Linked DNA regions of Mus musculus: region 2 is linked to region 1. A link is a contact called in public promoter capture Hi-C data. All regions are on one chromosome and are shown on one strand. The core of a region is the stretch at or near the end of the contact, and the rest is flanking DNA. Distances in the headings are between cores, read along the strand shown. Region 1 overlaps Tmprss11e (transmembrane protease, serine 11e). Region 2 has its middle 24 kb from the start of Tmprss11e.

What was found. Promoter capture Hi-C pulls out the DNA fragments that hold promoters and counts their contacts.
Region 2: a contact with region 1 is called in a promoter capture Hi-C map of liver, with 2.6 times the contacts expected there. The contact joins two enhancer-like sites. A contact is called at or near these places in 9 of 39 promoter capture datasets (the 3T3-L1 cell line, 3T3-L1-derived adipocytes, the HPC-7 cell line and 5 more), 3 of 484 Hi-C or Micro-C datasets (liver, nephron progenitors and olfactory sensory neurons), 1 of 115 datasets of contacts at active chromatin or transcription factors (pancreatic cancer cells) and 3 of 9 other capture datasets (adipose tissue, liver and pancreatic islet).

Annotation. Positions count from the first base shown.
Region 1 is chr5:86,731,969-86,739,718 of GRCm38.p6, forward strand. The region is part of intron 1 of Tmprss11e (transmembrane protease, serine 11e); the gene reads right to left. Among named protein-coding and RNA genes, the nearest start is that of Tmprss11e, 10 kb to the right of the region's middle. Within about 2 kb of position 4,028, at least 15 of the 459 cell types and tissues checked have an H3K27ac peak or open chromatin away from gene starts, as enhancers often do.
Region 2 is chr5:86,765,793-86,773,542 of GRCm38.p6, forward strand. No RefSeq gene overlaps it. Among named protein-coding and RNA genes, the nearest start is that of Tmprss11e, 24 kb to the left of the region's middle. Within about 2 kb of position 3,644, at least 4 of the 459 cell types and tissues checked have an H3K27ac peak or open chromatin away from gene starts, as enhancers often do.

The DNA.
Region 1 (7,750 bases), core at 2,778-5,277:
TCCTGAAATAAGTGTGAGCCTTGTCTCTCTGTATGCATTTTAGCCCATATCCAAGAGCTGCTCATTCTTCAGGAGCTGAAGCAAAGCTGAGCACGCTAAGTTGCAAAAGGTGATTTTTCAGTACCACACTGGGGTGTTGGATATTTCTCAATGAATGTGGAACCCACCTTAGTTAGTTTCAGGAAATAACTTGGGATATTAAAGACAACAAAGGGTAAGTCAGATCTTGTTAAGAGTAGTTGCTACTTCAGAAGGCCCAACTTTCATAAAATACTTTATGTGGTGATCCAGATTTACGGGTAATGTTACTCATATTTAAAACATATGATGTTTCCAAGTATATATTCTTTCTGCTATAAAACTGTTACCAATGTCCACAAAGTGAAAAGGCAAATAAAAAGACATGTTTAAGGGCCATTGTACATTATAACATCAGAACAAAAAGGAAAGAAAGAAAGAAAGAGAGAGAGAGAGAGGGAGGGAGGGAGAGAGGGAGGGAGGGAGGAAGGAAGGAAGGAAGGGATATAGGAAGGAAGGAAGGAAGAAACCACAAGGTGTTAACATCCTAGGATCTATGGCAAAAGAAATTTCCTGAGTCAGTTCTTAAGACATAACAGAGGAAGGCACAGATATGTCTTAGGGGATAAAGTACTTCTGCCCAAGAATGAGGACAAAGTCAGATCTCCAACACCCACATGGCCAGGCATGGCAATAAATGCTGTAATCCCAGCACAAGGAGGCAGTGACTAGAGGATTCCAGGGACTCACTTGCCAACCAGTGTAGCCAGTTGGTGTTAGCTTCAAGTTCAGTGAGACACCCTGTCTCAAAAAATAAATAAATAAATAAATAAATAAATAAATAAAGGTAGATGGCAACAGAAGAAGACACCTGATGTAGAGCTCTGGTACCCACAGGCGTGCACACTCATGAGCATGCACACCTCCACAGGCATACACATTCGTGCACATGTTAATTTTTTAATTAAAAAACAGAAATAAAAAAAGCAAATTTGCTGTGGTAGTGAACACCTTTAATTCTAGAACTTAGGAAACAGAGGCAGGCCAATCTCCAAGTCCAAGGTTAGCCTGGTCTACAGAGCCAGTCCAAGAATTGTCAGGTTTGCACAGAGAAACTCTGCTTCAAAAAATAAAATAAATAAAAACAACAGTTAATCATTTCCTTGGTGATTACACCACCATGTTTGGCATTATGAGCTCAGCTAAGGGGATTGTGCCTCATTTCCCACCCACTGCCCATTGCCCACTCTGCACTTTATGTTGACAAAAACATGGATTGTTAGGACCTGTTGATTTTCACTCTTCCTTATATTTTTAAACTAAGGCAGAAACACAATAAAAAGTATATGTATGTGTAAGTAGTGTGCTGTCTACGTTTATATCAGCCTGACACAAACTAGAATTATCTGAAAGGAGAAAAGCTCATTTGAGAAAATGCCTCCAATAAGTACCAGCTGTAAGGCATTTTTTCCTAATTAGTGATTGATGGGGGAGGGCTCAGCCATTGTAGGTGATGCCACTCTTGGGCTGGTGCTCCTGGGTTCTGTAAGAAAATAGTCTGAGCACGCCATGAGGAGCAATCCAGTAAGCAATACCCTTCTGTGGCCTCTTGAATTCCTCCCCTCAGTGCTTTTCAGGATGAACTGTTGTAGGGAACTGTAAGTGAAATAAACCCTTCCCTCCCCAAGTTGCTTTGGGTCATGGTGTTTCATCACAGCAACAGTAACCCTAATGAAGATCGTTAGTATGCTTTCACTGTTACTTTTTTAATGCATTTTTATACTGCTTACATCTATAGATGTGTACCGCTTGCATGCCTAGTGCCTATGGAGACCAGATGAAGGTATCAAATCCTCTGGAATTAGAGTTACAGATGGTTATGAGCTATGGTGTGAGACTGGGAGCTGAACCTGAATCTTCTACAAGAGAAATGCTCTCTGTTGAATTGTCTTTCCAGCCATTATTGTTAATTTGTTAAGAAGAAATTTAAGCAAGTTACTCTTATAAAATTGCAAAAAAAAAAGCCATATTTCTATTTTATTCATTGATGTGCAAAACACATCTATAAAATCTCTAAAAGTATCACCTTAGCCTCTGTGAACTGAATTATGTGTCTAGTTCCTATAACAATAATTATAAATAATTCCCACAATGAAGTTGCAATTAAAACAAGAAAGTCATCTAGTTGCCAAACAACTATTTACATTTTATTTTTACAACATCAATGCAAATAAAGAAAAACTGTTTTTATTTCCAGCTCTGGATATTAATTTAGGGCTGATGGTGGGTAATTTCATCTATCAATGTTCTTATCATAAAGGTTTTTATGTCTCCTACATTGAACTGAACTGATTTAACATGACTTATAATGGTGTGTGTGTGTGTGTGTGTGTGTGTGTGTGTATACTATTGTTATTGCTACTAACTTACATTTGTGGATAAAAGAAGGCAGCAAATTGTATTTAAAAATATTGCCTGGTGTGGTAGTGTATGCCTTTAATTCCAGCACTCTGGAGGCAGAGGCAGGCAGATTTCTGAGTTCAAGGCCAGCCTCGTCTACAAAGTGAGTTCCCGGACAGCCAGGGCTACACAGAGAAACCCTGTCTCGAAAAACCAAAAATAAATTAATTAATTAATTAATTAATTAATTAATTTAAAAAATGAAAATGGTACTACACAGAGAAACCCTGTCTCGAAAAACCAAAAATAAATAAATAAATAAATAAATAAATAAATAAAATGGAAATGGCACTAAAGGTTTTTGCACAGAGTATGCAAATCCTTCAGTCATGCCACAACACAGGGAGGTTTCTAGAAGACAGCCTCCAAACAAAACTAAACAAAATATACAGCAGAGGGAGAAAAACAAGCCCTGATCTGGTATCTTCTCTTTGGCACCCATAGGAAAGAACAGAGTGGTTGTTTAGCAACACCATTATTAGGCCTCCATAAAATGCACAGCATGTAATATACTAAACTTCAGCCTCTATGATTAACGTCTAAGCAAAAATAGCTGCCTAACACTTACTACGTCCTCAATACTGGTGGTGTCGATCACAGTTCATTAAAAGGAATTTGATAGGAAGGGAACTCTATGAAATCAGTCAGATATAAAGCACTCCAATAAACTTTTAAAATATCTGACCAGATTTTAGAAGCACTATTGTATTGTAAAATAGCTAAAGATTATTGGAATGGTAGGGATAAAAGGCTTTTAAAATATCTCATTGTTTGATAAACCAGTAGGTTCTAAGTAGATATTTTAACAGAAATCCTGTATTTAACTATTAAATTAGTCAAACCCCATAGTTTAACCATTTCTGTATTAAATCTACCACAAAACTCAGGTGATTTTTTTTGCAGTAGTGCTGGCAAGACTGCACATGAAAGCATCAGACCCCATAAAAGTTTTATGTAAATGCTAGTAGTGTGTCTGCAGTGCAGACGGGATGTGATCTACATGACCCTACCGTCCATCTCTTTATAAACTTCCCAGCCAGATATGCTATGACTCAGGAGACCACAAATGACATACATGCTGACACTGTGCCCAACCTCTAGAAATTAATAATTATGGATAGATGGAATACCATAATTTTTACAAAAAGATGCCATTGAATGGTTAGGTCTAGATAGGATTACACTTATAGTTGATCTATTGTAAGCTTTAGTATCACTAATGTTTACTGTCCGCAAACTCTTCTGTTCAAGATAAAAAAAATAAAATGGCATGAAGAAACAATTTGGGAAAAAAAAAACCAATTTGCTATAGCAGGACAAACAAAGCACACCACTGAAGCCAGAGCTGGGGAACTGTACCTCTCAGACGGGGTGGGGCAGGAATTACCAGCCATGTCTACACTACTGTGTCATGGAGGGGTATACAGAAGGAGGGTTGAGGCAACTGAGTTGGAGACTTTTCTGCCACTTTGAGCACAGAGCTTCAGACAGTCAAACACTCTGTCATGTTAACTGTGATCCTCCCACATCCCCATTCAGACTTTGACCTTAATCCTGCTGTGAGAGTTTGCTCAACAGCAGGAACTGGCTGTGAACTTGAAGAGGAGTGACCTGTGTCTTAGTCTTACTTGGAACAGAAATCTGAGTGCAAACATCATAGAACTCCCAGTAGCCCGGCCTCCAGCAATATGATGTTATAGGCTCCTATTTTCTCAAGAATCAATGGGCATAAATGGAAATTTACCTTAGTGTCTTATAAGTATTAGCATTGAACTAATGTTCAATATCTCAGATAATCTAGAAATAATGTTTATATTATTATAATTAATGTTCAATGTACTAACCAGTTTTCATATTATTTTTCAAATGTGCTGTTTTTCTGTTGGTTACAGTTGCAGACAGTTTGACATGCAACAAGCCAAGAGACTTAAGACACTACAAGTAGTTTTTTTAATCAATAGTTTTACTTTTAGGAAATGCATATAGGAAGGAAGTTAAGAAATCTTTTACCCATCATTTTTGACACTTCTCAATGTTTTTAATCTACCATAAGTTGTGTTTTGTGTCAATTTAAAATAAAAGCCCCTGAAAATATTACATGTACCAGTTAAGTATCAAATCTATGAAAGCTTATGGTTCTTAAATACTTGTTTTCTAAGCTGGTTTTAAAATCTTTGGCCCTGATAAAGCTTAAAATTGGGATTTCCAGGTGGAACAGAAGCTAAGCCCTGTGGTTTCCTGAGAAGCAGAGAAACCCATCATCAAAGGACCCCTAAACAAGCTACAAGCTCCTGTGTATCCTGAACCCTTATTTGAATTACCTTAGCAACAGTGTGTAGTTAGAAAATGCATAGACCTCTTTTTATCATAATATGGTTGTTCAAAGGAAGTGACTTTACTCAACAAATTTCTTGCCACAAACAACAACCTGTAACATATGTGTGCTAACATTTAAACTTTAAGTGCATCATTACACACTTAACCATACTCAAAAGTTTTGGCATTTTAATATTAATACATTATTAACATTCTCAAATACTTATATAAGTAAGATATATTTTCTATGTAAATCAATAGCCTGAAACTACAATGAAGTGTTCTAATCAGAACCCCAGCGATTATAGTTACCAACATCCATGAGTTTAATTTATATCTATAAACTCATAGCTACCAAATCCACAGCTGCGACTCAGCTTCCCAACTTTAGAGCTGAGTATTCACCTGCTTCCTGTTTGTCCAGTGGCTCCATCCCTGTGCGTGAAGTTGAAACCCCTAAATGCCTATCTCAACTATTGTCCTTTTCCTTAATAAATGTTCCCTTAATAAATAGCTAGGAAACTTGAGAACCTGCAGGATAAAGGTGTTCTTCATTGATATAAGCCACCATTTGAGGTCAGGTCTGATTGCACAAGCCTATAATCCCAAATACTCAGAAGCTAACTTGAAAAACTTAATGAAACACTGTCTCAAACTTTCAAAAATAAAATTAAGGCTGGGAGATAGATAACACAGTGGTTGAAGTCTGGTTTAGACTGCTCAGGGCTTCTGGTGCTTTGAATAGGAACACTCCTCTGTCCCCCAGTGACTTGAGTGCTTAAATGCTGGGCCCAAAGGGAATGGCTCCATTAGAAGGTGTAGCCTTGTTGGAGGATGTGTGTCACTGTGGGAGGAAGCTTTGAGGTCTCCTATGCTCAAGCTATGCTCAGCATGGTATCGTCTCCTGCTGCCTGCAGATCAAGATATAGAACTCTCAGCTCCTCCTCCAGCATAGTGTCTGCCTGTACATTGTCATGCTTCCTGTCATGATGCTAATGGAGTAAACCTCTGAAACTGTAAGACAGCCCCAATTAAATGGTTTCCTTTATAAGAGTTGCTGGAGCCATGGTCTCTCTTCACGGCAATGAAACCCTAAGACAAGGCCCTAGATTCAATCTTCTGTCCCACAGAAAGAGAGTAAGGAAGAACAGAAAGAAATAGAGAGAGAGAAGGAAAACTTGCCATGTGAATAAGTAGATACCAATGGAGCCCACTGTGGTGTCTAGACTCCTGATTCGTATTTCATAACTAGAACACATATTAATTAATTAGAGATTAAATATTCTTTTTAGATCGTGACTTAGAACATATGTGCTCATTTGTGGTGAACAGCATGGGAAAAGGAGCCTAAGTACCTAATTACCAGCTACTCATCCCATAGCCGCTGGCCATCAGACCTGTTTTACACTAAACTAAATGACATCATCTACAGTTACTCTTACCCTGTCTTTGCTAGTTAAATCTCCCACTACTGATATACAGAACAGATTATCTGTGGTAATGTGATTACCATTCTATGCCATGTTTAGAAGGAAAGAACCTCAAGATAAATGGTTGGTAGGATTCTGGAAAATTCTATATCAGAAAAAGAGATGATAGCCTACTTTTATTTAATGTTTTCTAATAGCAATGTAATTTCTGAAATACAAATAATAAATTTAGTACAACGTTTCAAGACATGGACATCCCAATTAAGGATCTTCTTGTTACAGCCAATCATAATCAGAAGTGAGGATTTTGAATATTAATCTTCCTGGCTGTCTTCTACCCAGCCATGATGGAATGCTGGCTACAACTCCTGCCTGATAACCCCTCTCCTATAACTATGGCCCTTGGCTATCCTGCACAGCTTTTTCCTATAAACACGAGGCCAGCTGCTGACTCTAGAACATTTTACTGTCCTTTGGTTTTTTGTTTTGTTTTGGTTTTTGGTTTTGTTTTGGTTTTTAATTTATTTACAATCCAGCCACTGTCCCCTGTCCCAGTCCCCCCTCCACAGTTCCTCAATCCCAGTCCTCCTCCTCCATTTCCAAAAGGATGTTTGCCCACGACCAGGCCTCCCCACTCCCTGGAACCTCAAGGATTAGGTATATCTTCTCCCACTGAGGCCAGATCAGGCAGTCCTCGGCTATATTGTATCCAGGGCCCCACACCAGCTCATGTGTGCTGCCTGGTTGGTTGCTCAGTGTACAGTGCTTTGTTTTATGGCCCAGAATATGTTCTATCATGATAAATTTTCCGTATGCGTTTGAGAAGAATTTGTACTCTTGCCCTTATTGGGCAGAGTGTTTGGCACGGGTCAATCAGCCCAAATTGTTCTAGTGTCTTCAGGTTCTCTGTGTCCAACCTGAGTTTCTGACCACTCGTTCTGTCAGATACGATGAGGGAAGAGTTGTCATCTCCAGGAGTAACTGTGAATTTGCCAGTTTTGCCCGTCAGCACTACCTGCTTTATTTATGTGAACCTCTACTCTGTAACAGAGGTAAATACATTTTGGACTTTTATCATTTTGGCCGGCTTAGCCTTTTATCAACATTCGAAAGTCAACTTTATCTAAGGTTAATATACACACTTACACATATATTTTGATTAGTGTGGATGTGATATATACTTGTTTATAGTATGTTTAACTTTTCTATATTATCATACTTAGGATATATCATACTTTCTTCAACAAGAAAAACAGTCAGGTCTCTGTCCTGTTACTTAATCCTGTCTGAAAAATCTCTTTCAGTGTGCATTTATATTTAATTTTTTGAATGACATTCACTTGTTTGTGGGGAAGAGCATACATGTCACACCTTGTTAGTGGGAAAGGTATGCATGTATGCGTAGAGATCAGAGGACAACTCCCAAGAGTCAGTTCTCTTCTCCCTCTATGTTTGTCCAGAGGATCAAACTCAGGTCACCAGGATTGGCGCCATGCCTTTAGCCACTGAGCCAACCCTTCAGTCCA
Region 2 (7,750 bases), core at 2,394-4,893, 33 kb after region 1:
AACTGAAGAAATTTGAATGGCTGAGAAGCACCTAAAGAAATGTTCAACATCCTTAGTCATCAGGGAAATGCAAACCAAAACAACCCTGAAATTCCACCTCACACCAGTCACAATGGCTAAGATAAAAAACTCAGATGACAGCAGATGCTGGCAAGGATGTGGAGAAAGAGGAACACTCCTCCATTGTTGGTGGAATTGCAAGCTGGCATAACCACTGTGGAAATCATTCTTGCAGTTCCTCAGAAAATTGGACATAAAATATTATGGACATGAGGACCCAGCTATACCATTCCTAGGCGTATAACCAAAAGATGCTGCAACATATAACAAGGACACAAGCTCTACTATGTTCATAGCAGCCTTGTTTATAACAGTCAGAGCTGGAAAGAACCCAGATATCCTTCAATAGAGGAATGGATACAGAAAAGGTAGTACATTTACAAAATGGAGTACTAATCAGCTATTAAAAACAATGAATTCATAAAATTCTTAGGCAACTGGATAGAACTAGAAAATATTATCCTAAGTGACATAACCCAATAACAAAAGAACACACATGGTATGCATTCACTGATAAGTGGATATTAGGTTAGAAGCTCACAATACCCAAGATACAATTCACAGACCACATGAAGCTCAAGAAGAAGGAAGACCAAAGTGTGAGTGCTTCAGTCCTTCTTGGAAGGAGTAACAAAATACTCATGGGAGAAAATATGGAGACAAAGTATGGAGCAGAGACTGAAGGAAAGGCCATGCAGAGAATGCCCCACCTGAGGATCCAGCCCATATACACCATTACTAAATGCAGACACTATTGTAGATGCCAAGAAGTGCAAGCTGTCAGGAGCCTGATATAGCTGTCTTATGAGAGGCTCTGCCAGAGCCTGACAGATACAGAGGCAGATGCTCACAGCCAACCATTGAACTGATTATGGGGTCCCCAATGAGGAGTTAAAGAAAGGACTGGAGGAGCTGAAGGGGTTTGCAGCCTGATCGGAAGAACAACAATACCAAACAACCAGAGCTCCCAGGGACTAAACCACCAACCAAGGAGTACACATGGAGGGACCCATGGCTCCAGCTGAAGAAAATGGCCTTATCAGACATTAGTGGAAGCAGAGGCCCATCATGCCATGAAGGCATGATGCCCCAGAGTAGGGAGGTGGGGGAGGGGGACAGACCCTCCTAGAAGCAGGAAGAGGGGTTATCAGATAGAGGGTTTCGGAGAGGGAAATCAGGAAAGGGGATAACATTTGAAATGTAAATAAATAAAATATTAAAGGGAAAAAAGATGTTCTTTCCTCGGATTTAACAATTATATTGTATGAGAATTTAAAAAACAGTTTCACTGATTTTTATTCAAAAGTTTTTCTTCAGGTTAGACATTTTCCTAGATAATATAGAAAAAAAATCTCAAAGTTACTCAACAGATACAGATATTTACTTAATACACTCAAGTAACATATCATTAAGAATATACTCTTTGGGCTGGCGAGATGGCTCAGCGGGTAAGAGCACTGACTGCTCTTCCGAAGGTCCTGAGTTCAAATCCCAGCAACCACATGGTGGCTCACAACCACCTGTAATGAGATCTGATGTCCTCTTCTGGTGCATCTGAAGACAGCTACAGTGTACCTATGTATAATAATAAATAAATCTTGAAAAGAAAAAAAAATTATATTCTTCACATGCATTTGCACATACACACTCAATTCATTCCCCCCAAAACACAGAGAAATCTTTTTTGAGATGCTTTTATTTTGGTTTTTTAATTAACATATGATAATGCTCATATTTGTGGCATAATAGGAGATGTTGCAATACATTTCACAGTGTCCAAATCAGGGCAAGCATAACTGTCCCCTTAAACACAAAGTGCACACACAAGCACCATAGGTTCAGCATAAGCTTATACCATGAGCACAATAAACCCCTTCACTGAGAGGATGGAGAAGCTGTAAGGCAGCAGTGTGGGTGCCTATGTGAGCCTTGAAGGATGATGGAAGGAGCAGACAGAATAAGGACTAAGGTGGATGCATAAGGAACAAATGTCAATACCAGGGGGAAATATAGTTAATTTCATGAAGTTTATTTCAAATGATTTCATGGATAACTATTTGACCACAATATTGTATATGTAGCACATACCTTATGAAAGAAAGATGTAGGGTAGTTTTCGTTGTCAAATCATATGTCCAACAATAAGGTCTGCGAGAAGCCAGTGTAGAAGGGAAATCCTTGGCGTTGTTAGTGAGAAGGGGTAGATTTGCTGCAGGAAAGTGAGAACAAGATTGACACGTGATTTTCCCTCCATAATACTTACAGTGAAATGTGGAAGCACAAAGTTGAGACACGCGCACGCGCACGCGCACGCGCACACACAATTTAATTACTTAGTTAAACTTACTGTTTAGTTGAACTTAAGAGAAACGGCTTTTTAAAAAAGAAATGAATATGGCCCCAGCGACGAAAAGAGAATGCCAATATTAACAAGTTTCCTAACTAGAGAAGCAACAGTTGTTCTTTACCCCCACAGGAGTAGATGAGAAGGAAGTCAGAATCCAAAATTTCTGTTGGCAATGCTCTGACTTGGGTGGAACGATCAAGAACAAAGATGCTCTGGGATGAAGGGGATAATCCAGAAGCAAAAAGGGACCTAAGGCAGCATGGTTAATAGCTCACCATAAAGGTAGGCACCAGGTGTCAAGATCTTTTGTTCCCCTCCCTCCTGCCATCCAGCACTGACCTGTGTCTCCACACAGAATGGCAGAGACATAGAGCCATGTCCCCATGGGCTGGAGACAATGAAAAAAAATAGTGATCACTCACTAGGAAAGGGGTTCGGGGGTGGGGTGGGGGAGTGAGCAGCAGTCATCAAGTTTTCTCACCAGGCCTAACATTCAAAGTAGGCAAGAGAGACTGCAAGGGAAGAAATATGTTAGGAGAATCTTCTAGAACATAAACATGTAAAAACTTGCAACAGACAGTGAATTTTACACAATGAAAAACAGACAGAACGTGGCAGAAAGGTCTGGGAGAAGCCAGTGTAGAAGGGAAATCCTTAGCATTGTTAGTGAGAAGGGGTAGATTTGCTGCAAGAAAGTGAGAACAAGATTGACACGTGATTTTCCTTCCATAATACTTACAGTGAAATGTGGAAGCACAAAGTTGAGACGCGCGTGCGCACACAACTTAATTACTTAGTTAAACTTACTGTTTAATTCCATAAGCAGTACAACTATGAGGTTAAAACTTTAATTTCAGGGATAGCATTGATGGAGAACTTGGCTGTCTTGATTTGAAGTTCTGCCTAAATCAAGTTTTACATTAGATACATAATTGCTTTTAGCTTTGTTTCAGATGATATGTGGCTGTTCTTATGCCTGGGCCTCCTGCCAATTGCCCCCTGGGACTAAATGTAATCATTATTTTCTCTGCGACTAAAGAGATTTTTTTGGAAGCTGCACTCAACTTGCTCTTTAGTTAATATGCTTACTTTTTAGTTCTCCCGAGAGCATCCTTCTTCCCCACCTGGAAGATCTCCTAGACCTTAATCTTAAATCTCTTTGTCTTTGTCTCTGTCTCTGGCCTCATTTCCAGCACCATGACCATTCTTTCACCAGCCTCACTTTTTTTTTTTTTCCCTGACCTGAGTCATGGCCTCTCCCAATCTGGCTCATTCAAACACCACTTAAATCTGGGTGAAGGACGATTTAAAGCTTTAGTAGCATACATAACTAAATAACTAAGTGTTCTTGTAGAGTTTGAGGCTGCAATATCTCATAGGAAGTCAGAGCAAATACAAGTCATCTGCACTTGGAATGAAATGCTAACACTGCAGTTTTCTCCTTATGTGGAACATGCCTAAATGTATTTCTACTTTAAAAAATAATAATAATACTTAATTTTTAGTTTTTTTCTCCAGGGTTAGCATTCAAAACAGATGACATAATACTCTTAAGGAACACAACAGCATAAGCTTGTTAATGAATATACATTTTTTTTCTCCTTTGTGAGAGGCCTACTGGTTGAGAATAATTTCATTTACTCACAAGAAATAATTTGAGAAATAAAAATCCACATTTTCAGCTGTGAATGTTAAAAAGTTGTTGACTGCATAAAATTATATCTTAATATGCCAATGTTGTTATAAGTGCCTACCTAAAATCAAATTACTAAATCCTAACTCAGTGTACAGGCCTCTCAATGTGTTTATTACACCATGCAATCACATAACCTATTTTGTGCAACTAAAGAATAGAACCAGAAAACTTGTCTGTCAACTTGGAATCATAAATATTGTCTGTTTAGTGAGATGAACTATAATTTTCAGATGATCCAGTACATTTTCTCTGGGTTGACAACTCTACTGGAAAAAAACAAAACAAAACAAAATATCAGTGTATGTTTTAATAACCATAAAATCATAGATATAATAATAATCATCATAAAATAATAATTTGAGGGCTGGTGAGATGGCTCAGTGGGTAAGAGCACTGACTGCTCTTCTGAAGGTCCTGAGTTCAAATCCCAGCAACCACATGGTGGCTCACAACCACCCGTAATAAGATCTGATGCCCTCTTCTGGTCTGTCTGAAGACAGCTACAATGTACTTATGTATAATAATAAATAAATCTTTGGGCCAGAGCGAGCAGGGACTGAGCAAGCAGAGTTGACCAGAGCAAGCATGGCCAACCGGAGTGAGCAGAAGTCCTAAAATTCAATTCCCAGCAATCATATGAAGGCTCACAACCATCTGTACAGCTACAGGGTACTCATATATAAAATAAATAAATAAAATAAATCTTTAAATAATAATTGGAATTATGCAATTCTAATATGCCTCCTCCATAGTAGATATCTACATGCTAAGCTACTAGAGACGGAGGTGACCTGATAGTACCATATTTCTTCCTGGTGAAACCAGTCATTGAGACTTTAGTTGCTTCTGCCTTATGTCTGGTCATTCACATTTCTTGCTGAATTGTACATTTTCCAAACTTGTTTTGCTTTTGAGCTAAATTATGATCTTCTCGTTTTGTTGATCTGGGACTCACTGTAATAACTTTGCAGACAGCGTACTTAGACAGACTATCCCTCTGTGATTATTTTCTTTTGTAATTAAGTGTTCTACCAAGTAAAGCAAGCTTTACAATTTTTTTAGTAAGAGTAGGTTCCAATGGAAGGTACATACAGTGTCATCTTTTTCTGCATACTCACAAAAGCACCAGTATGCAAGCATAGTCACCAACTACAGAGCCTCACATTGGGTTGCCATGTTTTGTTTATGAGGCTAGAAAGATGACATTGCAGTTAAGAGCACTTGATGTTCTTCTCACTGAGGACCAGTGTTCCAGCACCTACATGATGGCTCACAAAAATCCTAAATTCCTGTTGAGGGAATCTGGCACCCTCTTCTGGCCTCCCTGGGCACTAGGCATGCTTCTGCAGGCAAAACACTCATACACAGAAAAGAAAGAGCAGGCCATTGGTGGGAGCCTTTCATCTTAGCACTTGGGAGGCAGAGGCAGATGGATCTCTGAGTTCAAGGCTGGCCTGGACTACAGAGTGAGTTCCAGGACAGCCAGGGTCTACACAGAGAAATCTTGTCTTGTAAATAATAATAATATTAAGAAGAAGAAAATTTTACATAATTATCTATGTATTCATATATAATTATCATTTTAAATAATTATCATTTAAAAATAAAAAAATAAGATGTTCCTGCTTAGTAATATAAACTTAGTTGCAAGACAAACCTTTGTCAATCTACAGATATCATTTCTTTTTTCTTTTCTTTTTTAAAATTTTTTTTTATTTTGGTTTTTCGAGACAGGGTTTCTCTGTAGCCTTGGCTATCCTGGAACTGACTCTGTAGACCAGGCTAGCCTTGAACTCAGAAATTGGCTTGCCTCTGCCTCCCAAGTGCTGCGATTAAAGGCATGCACCACAACACCCAGCTCAGATATCATTTCTTAAATGTGGATTCAGCCTACTGTCTGCCTGAAAATTCTTAGGCTTTATCAGTTTTGGGAAGGTGGTTAGCATATATTAATTATACATAAAATGTTTCAGTATGATATACAAGCATGCATGGATAGAATCTATTTTGAGCAGAGTCATTCCTTTTTTAGTTTGTCTTGTCCTTCTCCACTCTCACTGACCTACTCCCTCTTTAAACATAACCCTCCTCGTATCTTCCCATCTTTCTATTTCGATTTTATTTTTTGATGATCCAATGAGTTTCATTCTGATTGCTCAGAGGAACATGGATCTCAGTTTGCTTTCAGGAGCATAGACACCCTAACGGTAGATACAAGATAGAAGAATGCATTTCTCTCTCTTCATCAACCATGAACTGAGAAAAAATTTTCACAGAGTGAGGAGTCCTCAGGAGCCCCATCCCCACCCCATGGCAGGGTGTTAATGGCCTCAGACTTACCCAGAGCTTATGTGTATGCGGCAGTCACAGGTGCTATTGACCAAGAGCACAACAGTCAGATTACACCTGGAAGTCAAGTTGGCATTTTACACCCTTTTTATTGCCCTCTTCCCCCTGACCTACTTCATTCTTATGAACACATTTACGTCCAGAAGGACAAAGTAGGAATTCCAGCCACATACGCACTAGCAACTTTCCCTTTGTCACATCCTGAAGACAAACTGAAAGAGTCCATACAAAAATACAACTTTCACCTCAAAAATGATAAAAGCTTATTCTGGTGACCACGGCCAAGACACAGAGATTTAGGTCATCCCAAACTCTACATTCCAACATAAAAACAGTTAAGTCATAAATCAAGACCCTTTTCAAATACATCGATGAGAACATCAGAGAGGTGAGTCAGAGAAGAATGGGGAAGCATGCTTTCGGCTTCAGAGGCCGTCGGATAACACGCTTGCCTTTTGGCTTGGCGGAGGTCCGGGTTCTACTCACCTAAATATATTTCAAAGGGAAATTGGTGCTCTGCGTTCCAAGTGACTCACTTAGTGGTCACAAGACTCCTAGGTCAGGTACAGAGGACGGCAATAAGTGGCCATTAAGAGGGTTAAAGATGGACCAAGATAACTTCATGCTGGATTTGTAACATTCTAAATTTGCCACAAAAACTTTGATCAGTTCATCATCCTTGCAGAAGTGCCCATTTGAAGGTGCAGCGTCTCTCTGGGAACTTTTGTTCACAAAAGGAAACTGTATTGGAGTGAATGTGGCACCATAGCGATCATAATATAACTTTCTTATCTACAGAAAATGTTTTTAAAGACTAACCTGGGTGAACCAATGACACCTTTGTGGACCATTTACCAACAATAGAGCAAATATGGGTTGTCCTCTAGTGAAAATATGATTTTTCATTCAAGTGTATTCTGGGTATGTATGCATATGTGCTGGCATCTGCTATATTGAAGTCTCCTGGGTGCCAAGGAAGAAATAAGAAATTCAGTTGAGTCATGAGTTCTAGGAGTAATAAGTTCTGGTAGCAGCTCCTAGCCAGTGGCCATAAATCAGCACCTTGTAGTTCCATGGTGGTTCATAGAAATATTTAGTTTGTTTATAGCAATACAAAAAAAAGAAAGAATAAAGAAAAAGAAAGAATAACTTACCAGTGTTGGAAAATAAAAATAAAATTTCTCTTCAGAGTTCTCTTCCAAGAGCCTGGTGGTGGTAGTGCATGCCTTTAATCCCAGCACTCAGGAGGAAGAGGCAGGCAGATCTCTTAGTTTGAGGCCAGCCTGATCTACAGAGTG